Linked DNA regions of Zea mays: regions 1 and 2 are each linked to region 3. A link is a contact called in public Hi-C data. All regions are on one chromosome and are shown on one strand. The core of a region is the stretch at or near the end of the contact, and the rest is flanking DNA. Distances in the headings are between cores, read along the strand shown. Region 1 holds the start of LOC103650859 (protein BLISTER). Region 2 holds the start of LOC111946235. Region 3 holds the start of LOC103650856 (EPIDERMAL PATTERNING FACTOR-like protein 9).

Region 1 (4,245 bases), core at 342-2,841, 400 kb after region 3:
ATAATCCCGAGTGCTGGCATACAGAGATTGCTCCACTTGGGAAGAGTCTTTGGAGGTATCTACATAGAAAAAAAAAAGAGCAGAAGAACCCCAGGCTCAAGTTATTGGATATTGCGTATTGTAGTTTCAACATATGAAAATAAGGCCTCAAATTTACCTCTCAACTGACTAGAGGTATCACTCTTTGTGGAGTAGTCCTGAGAGTAAGCATTTTCAGACTTTCCAAAAAGGGTGCTGGATGAATATGAACTAGATTGCTTGGTATCATGTACTTGACTTGATAAAGAAATTCTTCCCCAACTTGGCATGTTGTCAGTAGAAGGTAAAGTTAAACTGCTGTTCCCAAAGGCACTTAATTTAGATGTTGATTGCACATCCTTGTCAGGGCTGTGCTCATCCCTTTTACGGGCTTCATCGCCTCTCCAGTTCTCATGATGACCATTAACAAGATCAGAGAAGCTTAAGTTCCCATAGAACTTACTTCCTCCATCAGTAACAGCATCTTGCTGGGGTCTAACACTACTAACACCAACAGAAGTATATACATTGACCGGAGCATTTGACAGGAATTCTGCACCGCTGGAAGCACTCTCTGGGCCATTCTCATATACAGCCCATGGCACCGAAGACGTGCTCGCTTGGTTTGGCTCTACATCAGGAGCAGGCACTTTTGCCTGCTCTGCACCAGCTGCATTGGCCTTCTTCGCCGCTTTTTTCTTGCGGAACTGCTCGAGCTGGATCAGAGAAAACAGAACACTGTTATTCTAGAGCTAACCTAGTAAAGCATTTGCCGAATCAGCGTTCCAGCGAGATCTAAACAGCTAAATCCCAAAAAAGTTGCAGACTGAGCCTGAAGTAACGTGGCAAATTTCATGCATTTGAATTCTGTACGGCAGGCAAAACAGCCGAGACAAAATTGGTACCGTTTGGCTTGTCTTTCACACGCAAAACGATCTCAGACAAGTTTGATAGCATTCGGCTTCTCTAACCTGTGCAAAACCGATTGAATGGCACGCCAGTCATGGCGCTAAGCAACACGATGCCCCTAATTTGTCTACGTCTTCCCTAAGCATGTTGCCCAATCAGCGATTGCGGGTGCCCGAGGACTACATTTCTCGCAAGCAACAAGCAACAGCGGACCTACCCGCTTCTTCCCGGCCTCGAGATGGTCCTTGCGCGACGGCGCGGCGGCGGAGGACGGCGCCTGCGCCGACGCCATGGCTCCCCTGCTCCCACCAGCCCGGCCCGGCCCGGCCCAAACCTCGGCGAGATCTCCCCGTCCCCGTATCACCGGCCGCCGCTGATCCGATCGAGCCCCGGGGAGGGGGCGCGAGATCTGGCGACGGGGACGGGGTCGGGTCGGGTCGGGATTGGGGGAGGGATGCGCGCTGCGCAGCTTCTAAATCCCGCCTCGCCTGCTGTTTTTTTTTTGTGTGCGTCGTCGACTCGTCGTGGAGTCCGACCGGTTTGAGTTCCTGCCTCTGCAATCTGCAATTCTGCATGCCCTGCTGTTGCGTCGTCGCGGTCGGTCGCTGGTGCCTGGCCGTGCTCACGAAAACAAAAAAATACTGTTTTTTTTCTAAATAGAGTTTATAATAGAGAATATTTAGTAAGATAAAAAGACCGCTATAGACTTGCTTGGATTCGATCCACTCCTCGACATTTTAGAGCTCTAAATTTTTAGAGCATTTTGGCTTAGTGTTTTAAGATCCAAGAGCAACTTCAATAGTTATGTAAATTTTAGCTCTCTAAATCACAGATTTAAGAAGTTGTTAAATGTCTTTTAGAGTAAAAAAATGTGAGTTCTCCAATAGTTCTCTAAATATAGGCTGTAATTTTGTTTTGTATCTATCCACATAAAAAATAAGTCACAAAAACTATATAATGCAGTCAACATTTTTGTTTAGGGAGTTGTTAAATGGTTGCCAAATGTAGAGAGAAAATGAGGTTAGATGACAAGTTGTTAAATTTAGAAAGTTCATTTAGAGAACTGTTGGAGAATAGTTTTCATGTTAACTGTCTAAATTATTGATTTAAGAAGTCTTTTAAAAACTACTGGAGTTGCTCTAAAATTGCTCTAATGTAATATTAGTTAACTTCAACAAAGTTTGGTAAATATTTCTATATTTAGAGAACATTCTCTCGTGTATAGGTTCCAACGATGTTTTCTATTCGTTTTTATACTTAAATAATAGTTTTAAGTAAAACTAATATATATATATATATAAGAGTACAATATATATATATACACAAAAAATAGAGCAAAATATATCTTTTAACATATAAAAGACAAGATATAAATGGCGTTGTTGGAGAAAATGAAATAGATAAGAGAGAACCTTTTAGAAGATTTTTATAAAGCAGAGATATAGAGAATAAATATAGATCATATGGTTGAAAATAATCTTAAAGATTTTGCCTTAAAATTTAAAGCTATAAAGTTTAGAGAAGCTAAGCTGTGGTTTCGTAGGATGGCAATAGAAGCATCATTTGCTTCATCTGACCAATGATAGTAGTAGCCAAAGAGTACGTCATGGCAAGAAATTACTCTAAGGGTATGCTCGTTTAATGCTAAGTCCATGACTCTATGTGGATTGAATAGGATTGAGTGGGATTAAATTCTAAGTAAGTCAAAATCCTTCATAATTTTTTCTAATCCTATACAATCCATATGTGATGGGAATAAACGAACAAGGCCTAACATGGCGTGACTTTCTCTAAAAAATAAAGCATGAGAAACTGAGAAAGAATAGCGTTATGAGCCCGTCAAGGTAGAAGTTGCTGCGTGCGATAGGTCACTATTGTTTTAAATTTATCTATTCCTAATATTTACTCCCTCCATTCCAGAATATAAGGCGTAACCACATCTGGTTTAAAGACCAAAAAATGCATTTAATTCTCTCTATACCAGTGCATCAATGTACGTATGTATAAAGAGAGCACGCCCTATGTACAAGAACAAAAAATGGTTACATCTTATATTCTAGGAGAGAGGGAGTAAATCGTAACTTTTTGTTGAGAATAATGTTTGATGTTGTTTGCATTAGTGTTGCTTTAAGTGCATAGTTGTTGCAAGGTTTGTTCTCCTTTGCTGCTCATGGGGCGATCCAATCCATCATTTGCACCTAGTGCCACATGGCTCCGTACTCTTTTTACGCTACTCTACTCTCCTTTTATAGACCAAGGGTGGAGAGAGAATTACACATTTGATTGGATTGTAGGCCTCGGTCATCTATGACACAACAACCATAATCTTATATTAGGCGTGGAGTCACATGCATCGCTCTTCGATCATGACATAGTATCACAACTATCTAGCAACAGTGGCAGGCATACTTGTCATAGGGGCAGTTGTGTTTAGTCATATTGATGGACAACAAAGTCTGCGTTGTTATTACAGTGTAGTTGGTAATTGATGTAGCAATATATACCTTATAATATATCATAATACACTATCATGCCACGTATGGCTATATGGTTACTACATGTATCGAACAACAGTCTTGAGTGTGCCTACTACCTAAGTTATGGCAATAGTGTACCAATCAAATTGTAACATTGCACGACACATTAAAATTGATGTATAGAAACTCTTTTGTGAAGTATCAGTGTTATAAGGTTGTTAGGATTAGGCTTAGAACATGGCATCATGCCTCTAGAGTCGTCATGCCCTTAATGGGCGCCTACTACACTCTTTTATCTTATGAATGACTTCATACTTAGTCACTATAGGAGTCCCTCTATCTTCTCGGGATGCCCTAGGCCCTAGGGGCTCAGGGTCTAGCCTCTTGAATTGCTAGAGGCTAGGGACCTTAGCGATACATGGGGTGATAGAGAGCACTGAGTGACTAAGGGTGTGTCACACCTGGTTTTAGGGGCAAAACCGAATGCATGGCATATATGTGCCAGGATCCATTTTCCACACATATGTTGACGTTACAAGTGTAATATATCAAAAGACAATGCAATAAAGGTGTAAAAGAAAGTATAATAACTTTATTACATCATCCGAACTTAAGAGTCTTAACAGTATTATAATCAAAGTACACCAGAAGTAACACGGGCGATCTCCCACGGGAAGATGACCGGAGTGTCGCTAGAACTCGTCAATACCTTTGTCGGTACCCTGAAACTAGGGTACCCCTTACTACAGTAAGAAGATGCGGTACCCACGCGGCTATCTCTAGTCGCGTGGTAAAGGAGCTATGCGTAGGGCCAGACCACGGCTCGCCCCAGCCTCAGGCG
Region 2 (3,925 bases), core at 10-2,509, 280 kb after region 3:
ATTACTAGTATTTTTTTCTCTATCGAATCCAACAACGAAACGAAGCGATATAGTTTTACTGGTAGTCGAAAGAAGTAGATCTGGACATCTGGTGAGCTAGCGTGTGCATGATTGGGTGGCACTGGGGGTTCAGGTACGCATGTGACGAGTCCGGGGCAATAATTCTCGGTCACAAGCGGACAGGATGATGCGCATGGAGACCCAAAATCCCCTGTTCGACTAACCCGACAGCTCAGGAATATCTGGATCGCAGGAGATGCCATGCCAGTGCCACACATCGCTTGCTCCCGGCCGGGGTGGTTTTGGTACTAGTTGCACTGATGACTGGTTCGTCGCGGTCTAAACTTGACCCGGTTGCCCCCCTCCTTTTTTTTCTTGCTATAATTAACTGTTAAAGCTCGTGTGAGTTGTGACCACTGCTCCAGGAAAGGATAGCCGCTGAGATGCTGACACGCGGGTCCAGCTGAGAGGTGGGGGTACGTCCTACGTGTCAGTGCTGGAGTGGGGAGTGACGGGCAACAGCGACGTGACCGGACGCGACGCGATTAGCGGGCGCATCGCATGTGCGAGGGAGGAACGATGACGGTAAGGAGACAAGACAAGCGTATCAACTGCAGCTTCCTGCAGGCTGCCGGGGTGGGTTGCTGCAGTAGGTGCCGCTGCTGGCCAATGCCAACGAGCCATTTGCCCGGTTGGCCGTGGTCACCTGGCGTGGCTCTTCCGGCCTGTGGATTATGTGGGCGGAACCGCGGAAGGATAGGGATGGAGCCTGGAGGAGGGGAGAGACGCGTCCGGTGACGTCCCCTGTCCACCGTTTTGAGTAGGAGCGCTGTCAACGTGGCGAGGATTCAAGGAGGACAGACAGTCCAGGGCAGGTTGATCACAATATCAACTGTTTGTTTTAGGTAGGAGCCCTGACAACTTGACATCCGACACCGTGACATTGAGGTGTGCTCCGGAGGCTTCTCTCGGATAGTTTTATTTTGGAACTTGATTGCTGGTCGAGGTGAAATATATATACTCCATGTCCTGATTGCCGTGCTACCCAGAGGCCACACTGCCTGAAAAGAAAAGAAAAAAAAGAAAGATGTAAAAGAAAATAAAAGCAAAGGAAAAATTAAAACCAAATTTGGGCTGAATTCACTGATGGCCCGAAACTGTACCGTAGACCCCAACCCACACATCGCAAGAGAGGCCCAGCCCAGAAGTTTTCAAAACTCCGACGTATAAAAAAGACCCCAGACCCACAGTCCCCTCCTCTCTCTTTCCCCCCGTGTCAGTGTGTCACGCTTCGACCACGCGGCGGCGCCATGGCGGCCCAGCCCATCCGCAAACCGCACTTCGACCGCATCGTCCGCGCGCTCGCCTCCGACCACCCGCCACCGCCCCGCGCCGAGCTGCACGCGTTTCTCGTCCGCTCGCACGCCGCGGCCACCGCGCCCGCCCTCGTCCGCTCGCTCCTCAACGGCGCCATCAGCCGCCTCTCCAAGCGGCGCCCGCGCGCCGCGCTCGCCTTGCTCCTCATCATGCCGCGCCTGCCCGTGCGCCCCGACCACTTCACGCTCCCCTTCGCGCTCAACGCCGCCGCGTCGCTCCGCCTCCTCCCGCTCGGCGCCTCCCTGCACGCCGTCGCGCTCCGCCTCGCGCTCCTCCCGCTCCGCCTCCCCGTCGCCAACGCGCTCGTCGACCTGTACGCCAAGTGCGAGGAGTTCCCCGCCGCGCACGCCGCGCTGGCGGACATCCCCGCCCCCGACGCGGTCTCCTTCAACTCCCTCCTCTGCGCGCACGCCCGCAACGCCTCCGTGCGTCCCGCCGAGTCCCTCTTCGCTGCCATGCCCACCAGGACCCAGGTCTCCTGGAACGCCATGGTGGTCCTCTACGTCAGCGCTGGTGACCTCGCGGCCGCTTGCCGTGTGTTTGACGAAATGCCGACGAGGGACACGGCCTCGTCGATGGTGCTCATTGTCGGGTATTGTAAGTGCGGGCTGGTGCAGAATGCGCGTGAGCTGTTTGACAAAATGCCTACAAAGGATCTCGTGGCCCGGACGGCCATGATTAATGGTTATGCACAGACTGGGCGGCCAAAGGTGGCACTCGCTTTATTTAGGGATCTGGAGGCTGCTGGGATTGAGCCTGATGGAGCCACAATGGTTGGGGTTATCTCTGCAGTTTCACAGATAGGCAGCACGGAGTTGGCTGGGTGGGTTGGAGCTTACGTCGACAGGAAGAAGATCGAAAGGAATGAGAAGGTTCTTACAGCACTAGTAGATATGCACGCAAAGTGTGGCAACATTGAGCAGGCACTGAGTGCTTTCAGGGAGATCCCACGACCTGATGCCTATCCATACACAGCACTGATTAGCGGCCTGGCAACACATGGACACGAAAATCTGGCACTTTCAGTGTTCGAAAGGATGCGGGCTGAAGACATCAAGCCTCACCCTATCACTTTCGTTGGTGTGCTTACAGCATGCAGCCACGCAGGGAATGTTGAAAAGGGACTGGAGTATTGGGAGGCAATGGTGCAGGATTATGGTATTGAGCGCCATGCGGACCACTATGCCTGTGTCATTGACATGCTCGGGCGTGCAGGGAGGATTGAGGAGGCTTTCGAGATGGTTCAAACGATGCCGATGGGGCCACATCCGGGGGCTCTTGGTGCACTCCTGAGTGCCTGCAAGACATATGATAACGTTGAGATTGCAGAAGTTGTCGCAAACAAGCTATTTGAGTTGGAACCTTGGAACACTGGGAACTATATACTCTTGTCAAACATATATGCTGGGAAAGAACTCTGGGAGGAGGCAGAAAGGGTCAGATCACTGATGAGAACAAAACTGCCATTTAAAAGTCCTGGATCCACTTGGTTTGAGGATCGACAGAGAGAGCATGCTAAGATGTCTATCATGGACTGAGGATGAGCAGAAACACCACTTTCTGGAGATGGTGGAAGCTAGGAAGGCTGAAAACATAGCTATTTGACAGTCAGCAAAGCAGAGGAGCTTCGTATCAGTTTGCCACTAAGGTCCTATGTATAGGCACTGGTCAAGGTGATTTCCTATAGTAAGTGTACAATGTCTCCCAATGAACCTAGGTAGGTTGCAATAAAGTTCTTACATATAGAATAGGTGTTATAGCAAGAGATTCAAATATATGATTCCCTGAACATTTAGTAATAGGAATTGCTATGAAGTAGTAAAGGATTATTTAGAACAATCACTCCATATGAATTAGTGTACATTGGTCTTGATTTACTGATAAAGTATGAGCATATTCACATTCACTGCATGAAATGGTTATTTACAACTAGAATAGCTCTATTCTGCATGCTGAGTATCCACTTGTATAGAAGGGAGTTCCTCATTCATAAATAGCATACTAATTTGTGCACATTTTTTTTTCAGGTCATTTCTCATCCTAGCCTCACTCTCTCGATGGCACGAGCTCTAATTCATCGATCTTGGGACCAGTGACCTCCTTGACATCATTCAATCCTCAATGATCTTGAATGTTGGCACAACCTTTATACCCAGTTTCTTTACTGAAAGCTGCAAGTAGCATGCGCGGGAGCTTTTCAGCATGTCATATTCCACGGGGCAGAGAGTCGTGAATACACAAGAAACAGGGAAATATTCCCAACTGAGGGCTTGATTAGAGGGGGATTTAAGAGATTGAATTCTTTTCTATTTAATTTTGAATAGCAAGAGATTTAATCCGCTCCAATCTCCTTCAATCTACTCCTAATCGAACAAGGATTAAGGGCTTGTTCGCTTTCCTCTCAATCCATGTGAATTGGTTGGAATTGAGTGGGTTTAAATTTCAAACAAGTCAAAATCTTTTGGACTTGTTCGTTTTGTACTTAAACCATGTGGATCTTTTGGACTTGTTCGTTTTGTACTTAAACCATGTGGATTGAGGGGTATTG
Region 3 (3,907 bases), core at 141-2,640:
TCATAGACTTGATGCATTGTCGCCATAGGTCAACCGTACTATTTATGCACTTGAATTGGCTGGCCATTCATACTTTCAGATGTCAAAATTGGTAACCATTTATACTAACAAAATTACTAGTCCATAACCTGAGCTAGGCATTTTAAAGTACAAAATGCTCCTCCAGACTCCAGTCCTCTACTAGCTAACCTCTTGTAAAATAGAAATGAGACAAAGAAGCCTTTTTCAACAGAGAAAACAAAGAATAGAAAGAAAAGGAGAGGGAGAACCAAAAACGGGCGAAAATACTACTATTCTCCAGGACACACAATAACATAGAAGCTCCTCCTACTCATTGAAGATCACCTGTGGCAAACACACTTGTAGTGGTAAGCACTGTTCATGGGGTCATTTGCATCCACTGGGACTTGCTCAGCAGTACACTTGAATCGACACCCTCTGCACTCGTTGTATGTGCATATTGGCGCAATTGAGCCGATCAACATTCTCCGTGCATACTTTGGCAATATGCCTTTGTTTAGACCCTAATAACAAGGCATGTGAAAATATCACGCTAACTATACTTGCTTTAAGGTCACTGAGCAATTTGTGGGTTAATCTATTGCAAGGTTGTATTCCACTTTTTTTTAGAAAAAAAACTTTAGTTTCATTCCTTGTTTCAATTCTAAAGTTTTTTTCCAGTAATACTAGAGGAGTGATGGATGTTGGAGGCAAGTGGTTGACATTTTGTCCTTCCAAAGTTTTCCTGTCATAATACATGTGTAAAAGAATAAAAAGGTACTGCAAGCCTTTGAAACTTAGAACCCTGAAGAACGCTACATCGCTACATCTGAAAGAGAGATGGGTACCTTGACGGTCTCCTGCAAAACTATATGTTTACCAGGTAATTCCTGGTGGAGATATTGCACCACATAATCAGCACCTTCACCACAAATTAGATTGAAATGAGCAAATAATCAGTGGAAGTGAACAGGAAGCAAATGCTAAAAGAAAGAAGCGGCTCGTCCCATGCAAGAAAAAGAAAGGAAATAAACAACTCGGTGTTTGTACAAGGAAGGGAAGAACCTGATGTTCTGCCATTGTGGCCTTGGCTGCAGAGAGCATGACCGATGAGCAAGTAAGAGAGAAGGAAGAAGAGGAGCAGGGAGCTTGTGGTAGTCGTGGAGCAACCATTAGCCATCCCTCTAGTTCAAGTGAGCAATGGATAGAAAATGGGGGGGATGGTGCTTTATTTGGATTCAGAGAAACAGCATAAGGAAGCAAGTGTTAGAGGTTATATAAACTGGGAGACAGGTGCAATGGCTTGTGTGTGGCAGCTCTGTGACTCTGCTCATGCCTTGCATATGCATATCCCTGTGCCATACCATGCAGAGACACTAGTATGGAGGGGGAGCAGTGGGGACTGCGGAGACCACCAGCACCAGGTGGCTCCACCCTCTCGTATGCACGAACGCACGGGATAACAGATGCGTCTGAAACTTAGCTGCGGGGGGCATTGCTTCAATTATTACCATAGCGTCACTTTGTCTGTTATAGGTGTTCCTTTCTGCGTTTTTGTTTCCTGTATCCCATTTTGAACGTAAGAATTTTTTTTTACAGGACAATCGAAGTTAACGGGCACAAGATCCGAATACAAAGCTTGGGCGTTTGGTGTTTCAGTGTTGCACAGCAGGAAAGGAAGACAGTTGACATGGCTCTTCCCAGGACAAAAAATGAATAGAAATCAACTCCAAATCTTCACTCAAACCCTGAAAGAGAAATCAGCGAAGTTAACCCGTTTGGTGTCGCTTTTGGACCAGCTCCAGGAGCAGTTTTTTCACAGCGTCACTTACTAAGGCTTTGTTCGTTTACACCAATCCAGCTCTGGATTAGCATGGATTGGAATTAAATCCATGTCACAATCCATGCCCCAAAATAATCCAAGACTACTTAAATTTTTTTATTCGGTTAAACCCATCATGGAATATAACCCAAGGGTTTGTGATTTTTTTTTAACAATGAAAGACATGAATTCTATCCATAGCTCATTAGGTATGGAATAAATCCATAAAGATATTGCACAAGTTTACATTAGAATCTATGGATCAAAAGAATAACTAGCTTTGAGAGATATATGGATTAGTTGATGGATTTAATCCCACCATAGGATTGGGTGTGAGGTATGGATTCACCCAATCCATAAACGGATTAAATCCATGGTAGGATTTTATCCCATGTAACCGAACAAGGCCTAAACGGTGTCGAAGATGTTGCTCCCGCTCCGCTTCGCCCGAAAACACGCTCCGGATCTGTGCATTTGCGCCCTCCCCAAAATACCCTCTTCTCGTGCATCCTGAATCATATATACGCTTTATATTTTGAGACCGAGGAAGTACATCTTTTTTCTTATTTAGCAAGAGAAGGTGGTTGGAGAGAGAGAGAAGGCAATGAACCAACAAATAAAGAGAGAAACTCTGTTCAGAGCCTGTAATGGTACGTGACCAGGCAATGCCAGAGCAAGCTCTGGATCCTGCATCTCTGCATGGCCAAGCTCTTGCCCAGTCCACAACGATGTCCGTCTCCTCATGTGACCTCCAAAGGCATGGCCTGCTGCATCTGGATTCTGGATTTCATATTCGGAGCCGTACCATCCACGGTCTGGTGATGTCTCGTGGACATTAGTTGTTGGAATCTCTGGATCTGCCACAGTGGTATTTTTGCTCTATATTTTACAACTTGTTCGATTATTCTCATTACATATGTATTGATTAGGATTGGAAAAAAATAAAAAAATTGACTTGCTTGATATTTAAACCCACTTAATCTATATAGATTAGAGCGAACCGAATAAGCCTTTAGATCTTGTTTGGTTATTTCTGATCTATCTAGATCTAATGGGTTTTGACTTGCTATGAATTATTGAGCGCTAATGGAACAAGCTCCCTTTTGGGTGGAGGATATCGCCATGTTGTGGGTGGATGGATGTGAGCTGAGCACTGGGCAGGCTTCAGTCTCGGACCACTGGTCACGACTCACGAGGCCGTAGCCGAGTCAAAAATGTGGTCAAACTATTTTTGAGTGGTAACCAACCTATAGGCACGGGTGTCTCACGAGTCACGACGCATGATGCGCTGCTGGTGCTGGGCACACACCAGTTGTATTTGGCAGCAATGGAAGCATTCGGCCGGATGGTAAAAAAAAAACAGATCAATTCCTTCGATGCTACCAAAAATTACAGTGCTTTCCTAAAAATTATCTAACTTTTTTTTCTTCGCTGCTATTATACAAAGTTTTAGTTGCTGTCATTCCGTTAGATCCCAGTTAAAATTGTGTCACGATTCACGAGACCACCGGCCCAGCGGCCCTTTCTAGGCCGGGCACCACTCTGTGCGTAGCCTCCTGCCTCCCTCGATGCAGCAGGTGTCCCCGTGCCTGCGACCTAGGCGGTTCCAGCGGGATGGTCTCGACCGCTGACGTGGCGCAGTCGGAGGTCGGTACTGACCAAGATAACGTCAATAGCGGACGATCGATCGGAGCGGACGACAGCGATATAGCGATAAGGCTGATGATTCACTGAAAAGTATTCTCCATCTTATGAAATATTAATCATATTTTTTTTCCTGATGTTGATTTTCTACTTCATTTTTAGGTCTTAAAATAATATAATGCTTCGTCTTTTGATTTAATTAAATTCATATATCAATATGTAGTACAATCATATATAAAAGTTGTGAAGTATCTTCTCCCGCCTTTAATAAATTCTTCATTGGATATCATATAAATCAGAATGAACTAGTCACAACGCCAAGTTTCTCGCATCCACAACTTTGTGAGGCTTGCGAAATTGCTTAGATTACACATATATATGATATTTAGAACTTCTAACTAAATTAAATTTGAGCATTAAATTCAGATCTGCTAGCCATGT

Evidence for each region. A called contact is a pair of places that touch in the nucleus more often than the background predicts.
Region 1: a contact with region 3 is called in a Hi-C map of ear, with 2.2 times the contacts expected there. The contact joins the promoter of LOC103650859 here to the promoter of LOC103650856 in region 3. A contact is called at or near these places in 2 of 25 Hi-C or Micro-C datasets (ear and tassel).
Region 2: a Hi-C map of ear shows a contact between it and region 3, with 2.4 times the contacts expected there. The contact joins the promoter of LOC111946235 here to the promoter of LOC103650856 in region 3. A contact is called at or near these places in 3 of 25 Hi-C or Micro-C datasets (ear, leaf and tassel).

The regions. Positions count from the first base shown.
Region 1 is chr3:164,899,923-164,904,167 of Zm-B73-REFERENCE-NAM-5.0, forward strand. It overlaps LOC103650859 (protein BLISTER), which reads right to left and starts at 1,592. Exons shown (of 13, transcript XM_008676452.3): 1 at 1,145-1,592; 2 at 158-734; 3 at 1-59. The coding sequence starts at 1,219.
Region 2 is chr3:164,782,995-164,786,919 of Zm-B73-REFERENCE-NAM-5.0, forward strand. It overlaps LOC111946235, which reads left to right and starts at 1,260. Exons shown (of 2, transcript NM_001360701.1): 1 at 1,260-3,063; 2 at 3,405-3,925. The coding sequence starts at 1,311. The coding sequence ends at 2,915.
Region 3 is chr3:164,500,219-164,504,125 of Zm-B73-REFERENCE-NAM-5.0, forward strand. It overlaps LOC103650856 (EPIDERMAL PATTERNING FACTOR-like protein 9), which reads right to left and starts at 1,391. Exons shown (of 3, transcript XM_008676450.4): 1 at 1,066-1,391; 2 at 849-922; 3 at 42-524. The coding sequence starts at 1,180. The coding sequence ends at 342. It also overlaps a transcript of LOC100193045 not described here.